Regions from separate parts of the Mus musculus genome. Here all the other regions are linked to region 3. The links are chromatin contacts, called in public ChIA-PET and promoter capture Hi-C maps. All regions are on one chromosome and are shown on one strand. The core of a region is the stretch at or near the end of the contact, and the rest is flanking DNA. Distances in the headings are between cores, read along the strand shown.

What was found. ChIA-PET counts read pairs in DNA pulled down with a chosen protein or histone mark. Capture Hi-C pulls out chosen DNA fragments and counts their contacts.
Region 1: an RNA polymerase II ChIA-PET map of memory CD8 T cells shows a contact between it and region 3, with 6 read pairs. The contact joins two enhancer-like sites. A contact is called at or near these places in 1 of 15 datasets of contacts at CTCF or cohesin (the NIH/3T3 cell line), 2 of 484 Hi-C or Micro-C datasets (cerebral cortex and nephron progenitors) and 6 of 115 datasets of contacts at active chromatin or transcription factors (bone marrow-derived macrophages, embryonic stem cells, epiblast stem cells and 3 more).
Region 2: a promoter capture Hi-C map of adipose tissue shows a contact between it and region 3. The contact joins two enhancer-like sites. A contact is called at or near these places in 1 of 15 datasets of contacts at CTCF or cohesin (the NIH/3T3 cell line), 2 of 484 Hi-C or Micro-C datasets (Th1 cells and nephron progenitors), 6 of 115 datasets of contacts at active chromatin or transcription factors (bone marrow-derived macrophages, embryonic basal ganglia, memory CD8 T cells and 3 more) and 2 of 9 other capture datasets (adipose tissue and liver).

What each region holds. Positions count from the first base shown.
Region 1 is chr15:53,155,067-53,159,393 of GRCm38.p6, forward strand. All of the region lies in intron 1 of Ext1 (exostosin glycosyltransferase 1), which reads right to left. Among named protein-coding and RNA genes, the nearest start is that of Ext1, 190 kb to the right of the region's middle. Within about 2 kb of position 2,400, at least 70 of the 459 cell types and tissues checked have an H3K27ac peak or open chromatin away from gene starts, as enhancers often do. A contact at or near this core is called in memory CD8 T cells, where this site is marked.
Region 2 is chr15:53,111,612-53,116,296 of GRCm38.p6, forward strand. The region is part of intron 1 of Ext1 (exostosin glycosyltransferase 1); the gene reads right to left. Among named protein-coding and RNA genes, the nearest start is that of Gm41323, 180 kb to the left of the region's middle. Within about 2 kb of position 1,535, at least 126 of the 459 cell types and tissues checked have an H3K27ac peak or open chromatin away from gene starts, as enhancers often do. A contact at or near this core is called in Th1 cells, adipose tissue and memory CD8 T cells, where this site is marked.
Region 3 is chr15:53,309,666-53,314,576 of GRCm38.p6, forward strand. The region is part of intron 1 of Ext1 (exostosin glycosyltransferase 1); the gene reads right to left. Among named protein-coding and RNA genes, the nearest start is that of Ext1, 34 kb to the right of the region's middle. Within about 2 kb of position 1,491, at least 183 of the 459 cell types and tissues checked have an H3K27ac peak or open chromatin away from gene starts, as enhancers often do. A contact at or near this core is called in Th1 cells, adipose tissue and memory CD8 T cells, where this site is marked.

The DNA of each region.
Region 1 (4,327 bases), core at 1,150-3,649, 150 kb before region 3:
GGAAGGAAGGAAGGAAGGAAGGAAGGAAGGAAGGAAGGAAGGAAGGAAAAGTCTCCCTACCCCCTTGGTGCTGAAATTCAGAAACGAAGAAGAAAATTAAAATCAGCCAAAAAGAAACAACACAACTCAGGATTTGAGAGGGAGAGCATTTGGAGCAGGAGGGAGCCAGCTGGTTAGCTGGCCTTTTAAAGGGTATCAGAGAAGCAGGCACAAGGCCATTAATCCTGCAGTTTTCCTTCCATTGCCAACTCTCAGGGCTTACATTACTGAGCCATCATGGAGATTAAAAATGGGTCTCCATAAAGGTTTCTTCTTCCCCAGGAACTCTCCTCTCTCTCCTCCCCACCTGCTGCCCCTTCGCACAGCAGCAAAGTCAAATCCAAAAGAAAAATATTAAAATCCAACTTGGCTTTAGGGATTTGGGGAGGTAGATAAGTTCAGGCTCTTATCTGGGCTTTAGCACAAGATTCCTTCTCTAAAGTCTCCTTAATTACATCCAGAGAAAGAGCAGGCACAAAGAGAATAACTGCCCTCTAAACCCACGGCCTTCAGTGAAGGGCTCACACTCACAGGTTGCATCCCCACAGGAGAAAGACGCTGTTCTATACTTGCCTCCTTGCCTCCTTGGGTGGCAACCTGCAAGGTCCTGCCCACACCAGACTTCTCACCTTGTTTCCTGTCACTCCCATTTGCTCAGCATCTTCCTTGCTTCAAATGTGCCCCAATTTCCCTGCTGGGCAAATACACTGTATCTGTCAACTGGAAAGAATGCTTGACTTCGGCCATGTTTCCATTAGGCCAAAAATCAGCAGACAGTTAAGAACCGAACAACTGCAACAGACTTCATCTGGCTGTCCTAGCTAAACAGAAGCATTTCATCGGTAATCTACAGCCTGTGTAAATGCTCAGGGTCTAAACAAGAATACTAACACCCAGCAGTGCACAGAGCATACATACTGCCCTGCCCAGGGGAAGTGATTTCAACCATGGCTGGTGGTCACCTAACATAGGGTGTGACAATCTTACTGAAAAGGGAGAAACCTAAAGGCCCACTCCACTGGACTGTTTCATCCATAAGCTGTCTGCTGTGCTGCTTGCCTGTGCCCTAAACCTGTGCTAGGTACCCACCCCTCGTATGATCTCAGCCAACAACTGTTAACCATCTCTGTAAGTCTCACTGGCTAAGGAGCTACAGCCCAACAGCAGACATGTTTCAATCCCAGATCCACCTTTCCAAGAGGGTCACGAGCCTTTTCAAGCCTCAATTGTGCTTGCTCTGTGTGCATGAACATAGCACAGAAGGCTTTTTATGAGATACTACTAACCATGATTTATTGTAAAGGAATGTTATTATTATTTTTATATCAAATTTATAAATAACAGTAAATGTCATCTAAAAAAACAAAGTGAGGAAGGGATTCCATAATGTGACTTCATGTGTGTTCATGTGTTTGGTTTTTGTATTCATTGGGTTGAGTTTGTGTTCTTTACTTTTGTGGATTTTTAAAAATTTTTTATTTTATTAGTTAGTTAATTTTCTAGTACTGGGGATTGAACCCAGGGTCTCAGGCATGCTAGACAAACATCCTCCCACTGAGCTATTTTCCTAGCCCTGAAGTTTGTTTTGTATCCTCTTAGATACATGATCTTGAACTGTAAAGACCTTTGAGCTTCAAACTCATCAGTACAGACCTTACAGGTGTGTACTGAGTTATTTGGTTCCACACATGGTCTTTAGGTAGCAGCTGCTGTGCCCTACTCTCCTATCTTACAGAGAAAAAGGACACATGCAGAATGTCCAGGACTCTTTAAGAAGCAAGGCTTCAAGTTAGCAGTATGCACCCAGGCCTTTATGCCCCAACCAGAGACTCTGTCTGATGACCTTCATGTCAGAAGACACAGAGCAGGGCATGGGGGCACACATCTGGAACTGTACCCACTCAGAAGCTGAGAGAAGCTGAGGCAAGATGTAGCTCCATAAAACGGCTCCATGTTGGGGTGGGGAATGAAGGAATGTGCCTGTGCCTCTGAGAGATCCCAGGCACACTGTCCCAAATATTGTCCTGTGACTAAGGTTTGCAAACTCACCACTTTTCTTGTTCCAATCTTGCAAACTGAGTGGTTAGACAGAGTTAGGGACTTCAAAGCCACGGGTAGTGGTATTCTCAGAAATTCAGCCCACTGATCAGAATTGTGGTTGCTCCAAGACCATGTCTGGCACTTTTAGATGCCACTCTTATGTAATTATGCCTTCATGGCAAAGTGAAGCCTAACTTCCCTTGCCGCTGCCTTTTTTTTCTGGGTTTTGTCAAATGTGTGAACAATGTGACACAGGAAGTGGGCCACCAGACACTTCCTATGCCAGCCTAGGAAGCCACCGAAAAACACCCTGTCTGTCCTTGTCAAGCAGAGATGTATGTGAAGGGGAAATCCCTAAAACAAGGCCAGGCAGTCAGGGGCTCCAGTTCTGTGTTACCTCACTGCCATTTAATACGTTAGAGGGTTTTTACATCACCCACTAACACCAATCTGCAGAAGCAAACGAAAGATGAGCAAACACAGCTCTCCTGAGCTGGGGAAATGACACCAATCAGATCAGCAGAGAGCCAGGAAACGACTGTTTTTTGCCAGTTCTTGATTTGTTTTGATTCAAAACAACTGGCCCCCAAATGTTTTCCTGTTCTGCCCTCCAAATCTAAAGCTGGAAGAAAATGAAGGGATTGATAATAAAGCTTTCACTATGATGGGGGAGGGGAGGGGGAGAGTGTAGAGGCAATCTGAATCAAAAAGGCCATTTACTCTCCTGTTTTTGAATACATTTGTTCTGTTCTGATAAGTGCACATTTACACTGGAGAGAAGATGGTTTTCAGAATAGGCACCTACTAGGATTAAATTTACATTCTCTGTTCAAATACAGGCACACACATTTTAAACTGACAGGGCTAGGTGTTAGGTTCACACTGGCAAACATTCAAAGGTAAGTTGTTTCAAGGAACAAATTTTGTAACTTCCAAAGCTTAAAAAATAAATAAATAAAATTTTCTGCTATTCACTTTAAGATTAGCGGGACCCCAAGACAGAAGTGACCAGTTTTAATGGCAAAGCATTCATGACATATCTTGCCATACTTGATAACCTGCACAGGTCTGACTAAGCCCAGTAAGAGGGACTGAAATCTGTATGTATAAATAATTAGGCAAAATGAGCCTGGAGATGCTCTGAGATTTGCCTGGTGACAAAGTCACAGTGACAGCTTGTTAACGTGTTCATTGAACATCACAAGCTCCACAAGAGTGGCTTTGGAAAGGATCAAGTGGGTTCCTACTGGGCAACACAGGGAGCTTGTGTTCAAATGCTCCATAAGTCAACGAATCCTACACAACGAACAGAGGAGGCTGCAGATCATACCTCCAAGGTACACCAGGCCTGTGTTTGCAAGAAGCAGAGAGATGAATGAAATTCAAGGGAAATCAAAGTTTATCTGCTGTCAGAGGGTTGTGGTTGGTTGGTTGGTTGGTTGGTTGGTTTGTTTGTTTTGATGATGCCACCTTTGGAACTGAGGAGTCAGGAAAGTATACATTTAAGGAAAAAACTATCACTTTCCACGTGGCAATTTGAAGATGGAGAATTCCATGTCCAGACATACTTTTGTTTATTTCAGAGGTGCTGATCTCTAGCCAACGTAGAGTTCAATGAGCAGTCAATGAGGTTCAGTTCAGCCAGTGCAAAATGGAAGCAGCGAGGCCATTGGAAGGTACTCACTGGATATTAGGGGATGGCTTCCAGGATCATGGATCCTAGTAGGGTAAGCCTAAGTGTTCGTGTGTGCATTGTGTTCCATGGGGACAAGGAGGAACAGGAGGAAGAAGAGGAGGAAAGACCTGGCAGGAGACAGAGAGATGGACAGACATGACATGTGGCCTAAGCAAAGGTCCCTAGGCTGAGGGAGACAGGAATGCCTCTCCGTGAAGGTCTATGATATTTATACAGGCTATGCACTTTTCACATGGACAGCTGGAACAAGGAAGCTCTTCACACTGTTGTATAAAAGCAAGTTCAAACACTTTAGTAGTAGGATTACTGTCTGGAGGAGACCACCTGGGCTAGGTGGCTCAATAAACTCATTCCAATTCATAACTAAGAATGGACAGAGATACAGGACCTAAAATTACCATTTACATCCTCTGTTAGAGGATGTTGGTGACCTCAAGTTCAATTCTGGGGTTGGGATCTACTCTGCCTTGCAATCCCTCCCAACACTGACACATGGAGAAAAACCAGCACATTTGGCCAACACACAGCTACTAAGCTGAGGCAACTCATGTC
Region 2 (4,685 bases), core at 285-2,784, 200 kb before region 3:
GACCCTAAACATAAAGTTATTTCATTGCTACTTCATAACTGTAATTTTGCTACTGTTGTAAATTATAATGCAAGTATATTATATGTGACCTCCGAAGGGTTTGAGGCCCACAGGTTGAGAAACACTGGTCTAGACTATGGAAAAAACACTTCTGATACAACAATAAGAGAATCCAATGTAAACATGGGCTAACAATTTGAACTGATATTTTTCCCAAAGAAAATGAATAAAGCACCAAGAAGAACACAGGAAGATACTGAGTATCGTTAGTCATTGAAGGAACGGAAATCAACCCAAAACACAAGGAGGTGCCACTTGCTCCCTGCAGGACAGTGTATGATCTAAGAGGACACATGAGAACAAGCACAGATAGAAACATGGAAAACAAGAAAAACAAGAGCTCTTCCTTGGGGGCTACAATGAGAGGAAAATGGTAAGGCTGTTTTGGGGACAATCTGGCAGTTCCTTCTCAAACTAAAAATGGACTTTTCATATGACCCAGCACTGTACTTAGGCATTTATCCCAGAGAAATGAAGGCATTTTTACATAGGAGAACTGTCCACAAATGTATACACTGGATACCCTTCCAAGTATGAATGAGGCAAGATTGTGGTATACACATAGCCTAGATCACTTCTCAGATGAATAAAACATAATGAAGTAAAAGAACACGGATCAAACTACTTAAGTACACAAGGACCTCGAGGATGCTAATGCCGAGTCCAAAGCCACCCTCTAAAGGGTACACACTACATTGCTCCATTTTCATAACACTTGTGACAGCATATAACGACGGGGCCGGAGAACGGAGTAGTCGCTACCATTGGTTAGAGGTGGGGGAGACAGACTTTATAGGTCAAGTGGGGAGACAATCTTCTAAAGTAGACCAGTTCATCTTATTAAGTCAGGAGATGTAAGACATGCTATAATCACATACAACTTAAAACACACACACACACACACACACACACACACACACAGTGAGACAGGAGAGGTATCAACTGCTTTCAGAGAATTTGCAGCTTCAGCTGGTAAACCAGTTGTCTCCCCTTTGTGGCATTACAGTCCACACTCCAGAGGTAATGATGCAGGAGATAGAAGAGCCTTTCTAAGTGGCTCCACAGAAAATGTGCAATAAAAACGACATGACCCTGACTTTAACCTGGAAGCCAGTACCATGCAATAGGTATAATAGTTTTCTTCCTAGAGTTGTACTGAATAAGGTACAGAATATAACCCCATTTCAGATATGCTATGGAATGTTATTTGAAGTCTTCCCTCACCACATAAGATGACTCACTAATAGTGAGTCAGTGTGACTAGGCAAGGGAGACAGAGTGGTTCATACCATTCCACCAAGTGTTGTCCCTGCCACTTGTATCACCTGTGGTACCAGGGAACTGCACAGATCTCAGGATCACCCAGGCCTGCTGAATCCAGAACTCTTGGGAAAGAGCCTTGGATTCTATGTGAGTCCATTGTAATGCCCAGTACATTTTGTGCAGCAGGGAACTGGTAGCTAAAAACTTAGTAAACAAGAGCTCAGTGGTCAAGCAGCCAAACCTGGGTTCACAGTCTATGCTTACCATCCACAAACTGGGCAATCTTGGGAAATACTAATTTGTCTGGGCTTAGTTTCCTGGTTCATCCAAAGGGGTTGATCCTTCTACTGACCTGACCAAATGATACATTCTTTTCTTTTTCTTTTTAATTTCTTTTCTCCCTAGACAGGGTTTCTCTGTGTAGCCCTGGCTGTCCTGGAACTCACTTTGTAGACCAGGCTGGCCTTGAACTCAGAAATCCGCCTGCCTCTGTCTCCCGAGTACTGGGATTAAAGGTGTGCACCACCACGCCCGGCTTCCAAACGATACATTTTAATTAAAGTACAGCACCTTATGAGCATTTCTGCAAAAGATAGCTGTAATCACTTCAGCTGAAGGGAGCCAGCAGATTATCAGAAACACAGGCAGCTGTCAATGAGGAGACCTGGGCTGAAGAATCTGGAGTGTGGCTCTCCTGCGAGACCCCCATGCACATCTCTTAGCTTCTGTCAGTCTCAAAGCTGTGAAGCTCAAATGAAATTATGTACATGCAGTATAATCAGGAAAGTAGTATGCAATTGCAGGTTATTATGGCAAATTATATCAGAAGGAATGGAATAAACATTTTTTAAAAACTACCAACAATGAAAAAAACAAAAAAACAGTTTTGCAAAGACAGCCAAGAGACAAACGAGGAGCAGACCCGTTAAAAGAAAATGAAAGCAGAAGCCGCAGCTCCCCACACAGCAGCAGTGTGTAGTTTAAAAGCTTTCTCCTCATCAGAAGCTGTACAAGGAAGGAAGCCGCTGCTGTGGCTTGCTGTCTTCCCAGGGTTCCCACAGATCCTCTCTCACAAGCACGTTGGCCAAATGATCCTGCTTTTTCGCTAGCCACAGTGGACAGGCAAGAAGCCAGCAATGAGCCTCTAATCTTCAGACTCACACAATTCCAGGCTGCCTGAGGTGATAGTTTGTCTCGAGTATTTACTTATGAACTGGGTGAACATCACAGCTGCTCTTTTTCTGCCAGCCCCGTCCCTTCTAAGTAATGATTCTTCTCTGTTTATACCCAGATTTGAGTCACATCTCTTATGAAAAAAAATCAGAAAGCTAATACTTGGGGTGGCTGAAGTTCCAGAGTGCCCTGTGATGAGGAAAAGGAAATACAGACTAGTGCATCTCTGTTCTTGGATGAGTGTGTGAGTGCGTGTGTGCCATCCACATGTTAGGTCCGTCTTAAGAAGATCGTGGTCCAGTGAAAACACTGTGAAGTTGTCAGATGTTCATATGGAAGCGGGGGGGGGGGGGCAGGGAAGATAAGGCATGGGTGGCTACAGAAGGCATTGGTGAGGAAGATGAGAACAGGGATGTGTATCTCGAAGATTTCCAGGACTCTTTGCTAAGCACTGATGACGGAGCAAGAGCTACAAACACTGGAAGATGGGCATTTCTAGGCTAATGGTAGTCCATCAGGATCAAAGGGTCCATGGGGAGGGAAAACACCCAATTTGGAGTGGGTCAGGAATGGTTAAAGAGCTCAGGGCAGGGGGAGGGGGTTAAGGAGATGATAAGCTTGCTACCTCCTGGAGCTCAGACATTATTCCATGAGAGTGAATCTGAGTCACTGAAGAACTCAAGCGAAAGAATGACAGGATCCCAGAAGTATCCCACCAACCATACAGCTCAACTTCATGGGCAGAGGTGAAATGCTGAAAATGTAAGAAGGCCCCAACTCTTTTCTTTAAACAATGCTGCTTCTGGTCAGCCCACATGGCGTCATATGTCTGAAGACATACAATTCTCATTAAGAAAATTAGTGAGCAGTTCATCTCTGACCTCTTCAACGTGCAACTGCCCTTTGTAGGACTCTCTCCTCAAAACTTCCCTCCAGGTGACTTGTGTGTGTGTGTGGGGGGGGGGGGCATCCTCTGTTGTTTTCTAAGCCTGTTTCCGATACCCTTTCCTAAGTCCAGATAAAATGTTTAAAATTTCAATTACTTTTGAGAAAAGAAATCTTAAAGGTCAGGACATGGGATCGCACAAAATTGATCCGTGGCACTGACTGAACTGAGAAACGTGAATTGGGAGTTGGAAAATGGTTCCAGCTGGCCACTGTACTGTCTGGGTTCTTTTGACAACATGGCACAGAGAAGTATGGGTCCCAGGGGTCATGGAGGATCTGTTGGACTTGTGGGAATTGCTGGCTGATACACACCCACAAGTGTGCACAAAGCTGAGCTGCTTCATACACGTCAATCAGTTCTTCAAATACGTGGAACTGCACTCTGAATGTGATCGATCAGAGTGGCGACAGTCTTAGGGAAAGCCAGCAACTCCCCTGCAGTAAAGGTTGCTACTTAAAGGTGGTGCAATTCCTTGCCCTGAATATTCAACAGGCAACCAACCCACCAGTCACAAGCTATATCAAAGGTATCACTTCCTTTGTGATCTCGGTGTGATGTTGCCAATTCTAGGCTCTCCATTGCAGACAGGATGTTTGTACAAAACCAAGGGCAGACAACTTACATGCATTCTTTCATACTTCCTGGCTTCAAACAGAAGACAATTTTCATTCTATGCCAACTTAAAATCTTTCACTACAGGAACAGGAGGAGGGAGGTGGCATGCTGTGGGTGAAGGTCCCAGTGAGAGGTACTTAATTCTCATGTGTATCACCATGGGCATAGGTTTGATACATCACTACATAACATATATTGACACCTGACTTCCACCACAGGGGAAAGAGATGACTGCCATCAAATATGCTCTTAAACACATTGGGTCATAGCCCCTGTTGACTCTAATCTTTCCCATTGCATCTTTATCTTGAATGATCACTGGCAGTTCAGAACTGTAATGTGGTAATCAGTACTCACATATATTAATAGATATAGCATGTACTGAGTATATATTGTATTATGTTTATATATATCTCAAAGAGGTAGAAAACCATCATGGTGGAACATGCCTTTAATCCCAGCACTTGGGAGGCAGAAGCAGATGGATCTACATTGTGGGTTCCAGAATAGTAAGGACTACATAAAGAGACCTTGTCTCAAAAATACCATCCTTGCTACTGCTCATTAAATAGCAGCTTATTGGCTAATACACAAAGACATGAATAAACACGATGACTGTTAATAA
Region 3 (4,911 bases), core at 241-2,740:
CACAGAGGAATTCAGGGAAACGTAACCAGAAATGCTTTCCTCAGTGTTCACCCTGAACGACGCCTCCCTGACAAGATCTCACCTGTGCTCCCATTCTGTGCTTTCAATGGCCCTTCCTGTACCTAAGGCTAGTGGCTTACCTCACCCAGTAGGGTTTTTCCACTGTACCCTTATATGAAGGTAAACACAAGCCCTACAAGAACCTATGGTCAGAATAACACAGGAGGTGCCTACAGAATTTGTTTCTCAACTTGCAAAATGTTTGTAACGTTTCTCTGTAAAAACACATACATACACATATACTTGGCCTTTCCAAAACAAACAAACAGGACTTCCACACATGTCTGCTTCTGCTACCCAATTTAAAACATTTCCGTTTCACCAAGAAGACAGTGAAGTGAAGCGCTAGCTTAGAAGCTACAATGACAAGACAGGAGACGGGTTAGGCCTAGTCCACCCTTCTGAGTCGGGAAGAGAGAGCAGGAGGGACGGCTGTCAGTGAAAACTGCACCAAGGAGAAAGAGGACTTGGTTCAACAAAACAAAGCATAGCATCGTGCCGGCTGTCCAAGCATGACCACCTCAATTTGTAGGCCCAGCACCTACTTATTAAAACCTCCTGTAATCCCAGAGCTAGAGAGGAGAAAAGAGCAGAATATCAACAACCAACTGGGCAGAATCCGTTGACTCCAGGTTCAACTGGAGTTGTTGACTCTCAAGCAGTACAGTCAACAGCAATTTCAGAGGCCCAGTTTTGACCAAGGGCTTCCACGTTAGCACATGCACTTGTGCACGGGAACATGTGCGGTCATAAGTAATGCACAAGCGAAATAAATAAAATTGGATCAGACTGAAGAATTTCAGAAAAAAATGGCTTAAAAACTGTATAATGTATGGCTAACGTTTATTAAGCAATTACTATATCCAAGAGCGGTATCAAACATGAGTCTTTCCATGTTTAATCTTTGAAAGACTTCTGAGGTGGGCAAGCCCAGGCATGTATGATTCTTTGGCAGCAGACAAGGTTCTAAGCTGGACCCTTTCTTCTCCGCTAACCCTTGAGCTCTCCTCCTTGAGCCCCCTCTCCCAGCCTCACCTTTTCCCACACAAGGGTAGACAAAGCACACAGGAATAAAAAGAAATTCAGAATGGGGGTTGGGCACTGAGAGAAGGTCTCAGCATGAGAGGGAGAAATTCCTTAAATAAAAGCTAGGATGAGGGACTCGGGGGAAGAAGGTTGGGGCGTAATCTACCAATAGCGAAAGTGCGTCTCTCTACGATAATCACAAAAGTTCAGGGGTTGCTCCAGACACGGTAAATCTTTGAGCGTCTTCAAAAGTCATTTTCTGTCGCAGACATTCGCCCTCTTCCCTGTTACAAAGAGAAAGGAGGCAGCGACCCATGAAGTGTCAGGAATGCATCCGAGGGAGCCCCAGCTAAGTCTCGGGGAGGCCTTTGTGCTGCTGTGAAGTTCAAAGGAATTGAGCGGCTGAGGAGTTGGAGGCAGAGCACAACTGGGAGGAGCACTCAGCGACCGAGAGAGGCTGAGCCCGGTGCCAGACCTCGCAGCGGACCTCAAAGCGTGCACTGCACCCACCCACCCACCGTCCAGCTGCTGGGGAGTCCTGGGAGAGCGGGAGGAGGGGGCATGAGCAGGGGTGGGGGTAGGGGGCAGGCGAGATTCCCTCCAGACTCCTTCGGAACTCAGTAAGCCCAGCGTTGTTCAGGGATCCCTCCAGAGGGTGAGGGGCCAAGATATTTACATTGCTCCAAAAGGAAGGGGGAGGGGGACCCACGGCTGCGAGGCTGGGAAAGAAAGCAAAAGAAAACAAACTGTCCTGGCCATTAAATATTCATGACAGCAGCCTTGCTAAGTTCTAATGGAAAGAAAGCACATAAATCCCTTTATAACTGTGTTAAATGGAAGGAAAAAAAAATGGCCGAGGGTCACAGCACAGGGCCAACTGGAAATGGATGAAACTGTAGCTCCAGAGGACCTCGAGCTCAAGAAGGCTGGCTGCCGGGGTTCTAATAAGTATTTAGTAGGTGTGGACGCTGGTGCCATTCATTCCTCCCTTCCACAATAAACCACAGCTCAAAGGGTGGGTTTTCAATTACCCTACACTCCTTGAGGGGCATTTCGTCTCTCGAAAGCACATTCCCTCAACTGGAGGGTCCTGGGTCTGTGTGGCGGAGGTTGCCGTTTTGAATCTTGCTGTACTTGGTTTAAGTCTTGAAACCATCCTGATGAAGAAAATGAAGATCCAATAATCTAATCAACGACAGATTTCCCAGTGATGCGCAAGGGAATCTTCAGCATGCAGGCTGGGGGGCTGCAGAGACCAGGCTAAGCCCAGTGAAGGAAGGATAAATAAAGGAAGCTAGCCCTAACTCATTCCAGGCCTCCTACCTTCAGAATGTGTGCAATATCCGCTACTCACACGCCAGCCTTCCGAAAGGCTGGTGGACCGTCCTAAAGAAGCAACAGGAAGGACAGGCCATGTAGCCCCGTACACTAAACCGTGTTACTAAGAACTCAGATTGCTCCTTACTTATAGGGAACAAGTAAGCTTTTGAAAGCCGAGTTGATACTTGCACAGCAGGCGGCAAATGTTCTACCTTTCTTGGTGGTTTTGGGTTTTATTAATGTAGTTTTACATCGTTTATGGGGAGGAGAGAACAAGAACACACGGTTATGCTTCAGACTGCGGCTTAGATTTATCCGTTCCCCGCTAGCATGGCTCAGGGCAGACACACATAACCCTGAAATAAACATGACACAATCCCAAAAGGTCCTTGAAGGAAAGTCAGAAGCCCTTAACACAGAGCTCCGCGACCTCAAAGGCCACAAAACCCAAACTGGGCTACTTTAGAAGTAAACACGGGGCCTGCAGGGTAGAGCGCTTGTTGTACAGGCATGAGGACCAACTCTCCAGCACCCGCGGAAAAGCAGGCGGTGGTGACGGGTCCGATGGGGGGGGGGGGGCGGCAGGATGGGGAGACTAGCAAGCGGAAGTACATAATTTCAGGACTCACAGAAAGCTGGTTCTTGCCTAAGTGGAGGGTTTCAGGTTCAGTAAAGACCTTGTCTCCAAACACTAAGAAGGATGACAGAGGAGGACACTCAGTGTGGACCTCTGGCCTCCTCGTGCACATGCAGAGGTGGCATGGGAACAAGCCCTGGTGCCCACATACTGTGCATATACTACACACATGCAGTAAATAAACAAATTATTAAAAAATGCAAAGTTTCATCGTCAGTGTTTCAGGAGCTAAATCTTACAGTCTCCATTGGATTCATCCTGCAGAAGGAATAGAATACGATCTAGTGTGATATGTGACCATCATCCATTGCAATCAATCAAGCTTAGTTATCTAGTGGGATGTGTGACATCATCCACTGCAACCAAGCTTGGTTTCCATTCTGGGGTACAGGTATCACTGGCTGCTTTGGTTCAAGTGCATCTCCCTCCTTACCTAAATACCTTACCTCCTTTACCTAAATACCTCCCTATTTACCTAATGGATTGGGGTGGGGGGAGTTTAGTGGTGGTGGTGGTGCTGTGTGTGTGTGTGTCACACGTCATGGTGGGCAACTTGATGGAGGACAACTTGCAATCGTTAGCTCTCTCTCCTTCTACCATGAGTCAAGGGAATCGAAGGCCAATCACCAGGCTTACATGAAAAGTGATTTTTCCCCACTGCACCATCTTCCAGGCCATGTGTTTTATGGGTGCCGAGGTCAGGAAAAAATCCGGGGCCTCGAGTATGCCTGCCAGGTACTCTATGCTCCAAGCACAGCCCATTTGGGATCAACGTTTTCAAACATGAACGTGAATAAGTCTTCAGTTGCTCTTCACCTGTGCCTCTCGCTAAATCTGCCATTACTCACTCACAAACCTGGCTCAGACAAGGAGCTCACACACAGTGACCTATCAGTACAAAGATACTTGCTGAATGAATGTCTGATAGAACTATCAAGACATGTCTTTCTCTTTTGCTTCAGAGACTTATGCTGTTTTGATTTCATTTCATTTCATTTATTTTTGATTTAATTTGATTTGGGGTAGCAGGGCGCGGGGGGGGGCGGGGGGGCGGTAGTTGGTTGGGTTTTCTGAGATAGGGCCTTACTATGTAACCAAGGCCAGCCTTGAACACACTACTTGAACATCTTCCTAGGTCTCTCCTGTGTGCTGCAGTTTTGGTGTTAAGCCACACCCAACTTACCTCATATTTGGAATATAGAACTGACTGTGTACCCAAATTGAAATTAAGAAGCAATTTTTGCTTGATGTCATATAAACAGAAAAATCAAGAATTATTAATGTAAAATAAGCACAGAGCAATAATAATAAGGTCTCAAACTTTTTAGGGTTTTTTTTTTAAGTATTTGGAAAACAATGTTCCAATTTCCTCTTTTAAAAAAAAAAAGAGATCTGTCTCCAGATAGGATTTTCAATTAAAGAAACAACATACAGAAAAGTACAAACTGTTGTAGTTAAATAAATAGGTACATTTTTCTTTGGGGGAGGGGAGGCATTTTAGACTATATATAAACAAACAACTCCTACAGAGACCAGAGTTCCTAGGAAGCACTAAACTATCTCTTCAAGGTAGTATTCAAGGAATGCCAGGAGCCCTGGGGGGGGGGGGGGGGGTTGGGGAGGCAGCCATAGTGGAGAAGCCCGCTGTGACTGCCATGCCTAATTCTCACCCCAGAGGAACATACATACATACATATTTGAACCAAAGGAGAAAAAAAAAAAGCCTGCATCCCCCAGTAACTGCAGCACAGACAGCTCTCCATAAACTTCACAGCAAAAGCAAGGAGCCCTCACTGGTGTGCCAGACCATACCCGGGGGGCTCTTTTAAAGCTGAGTGACCCTGCTGTAGTTTTCATCTAAACCTGAG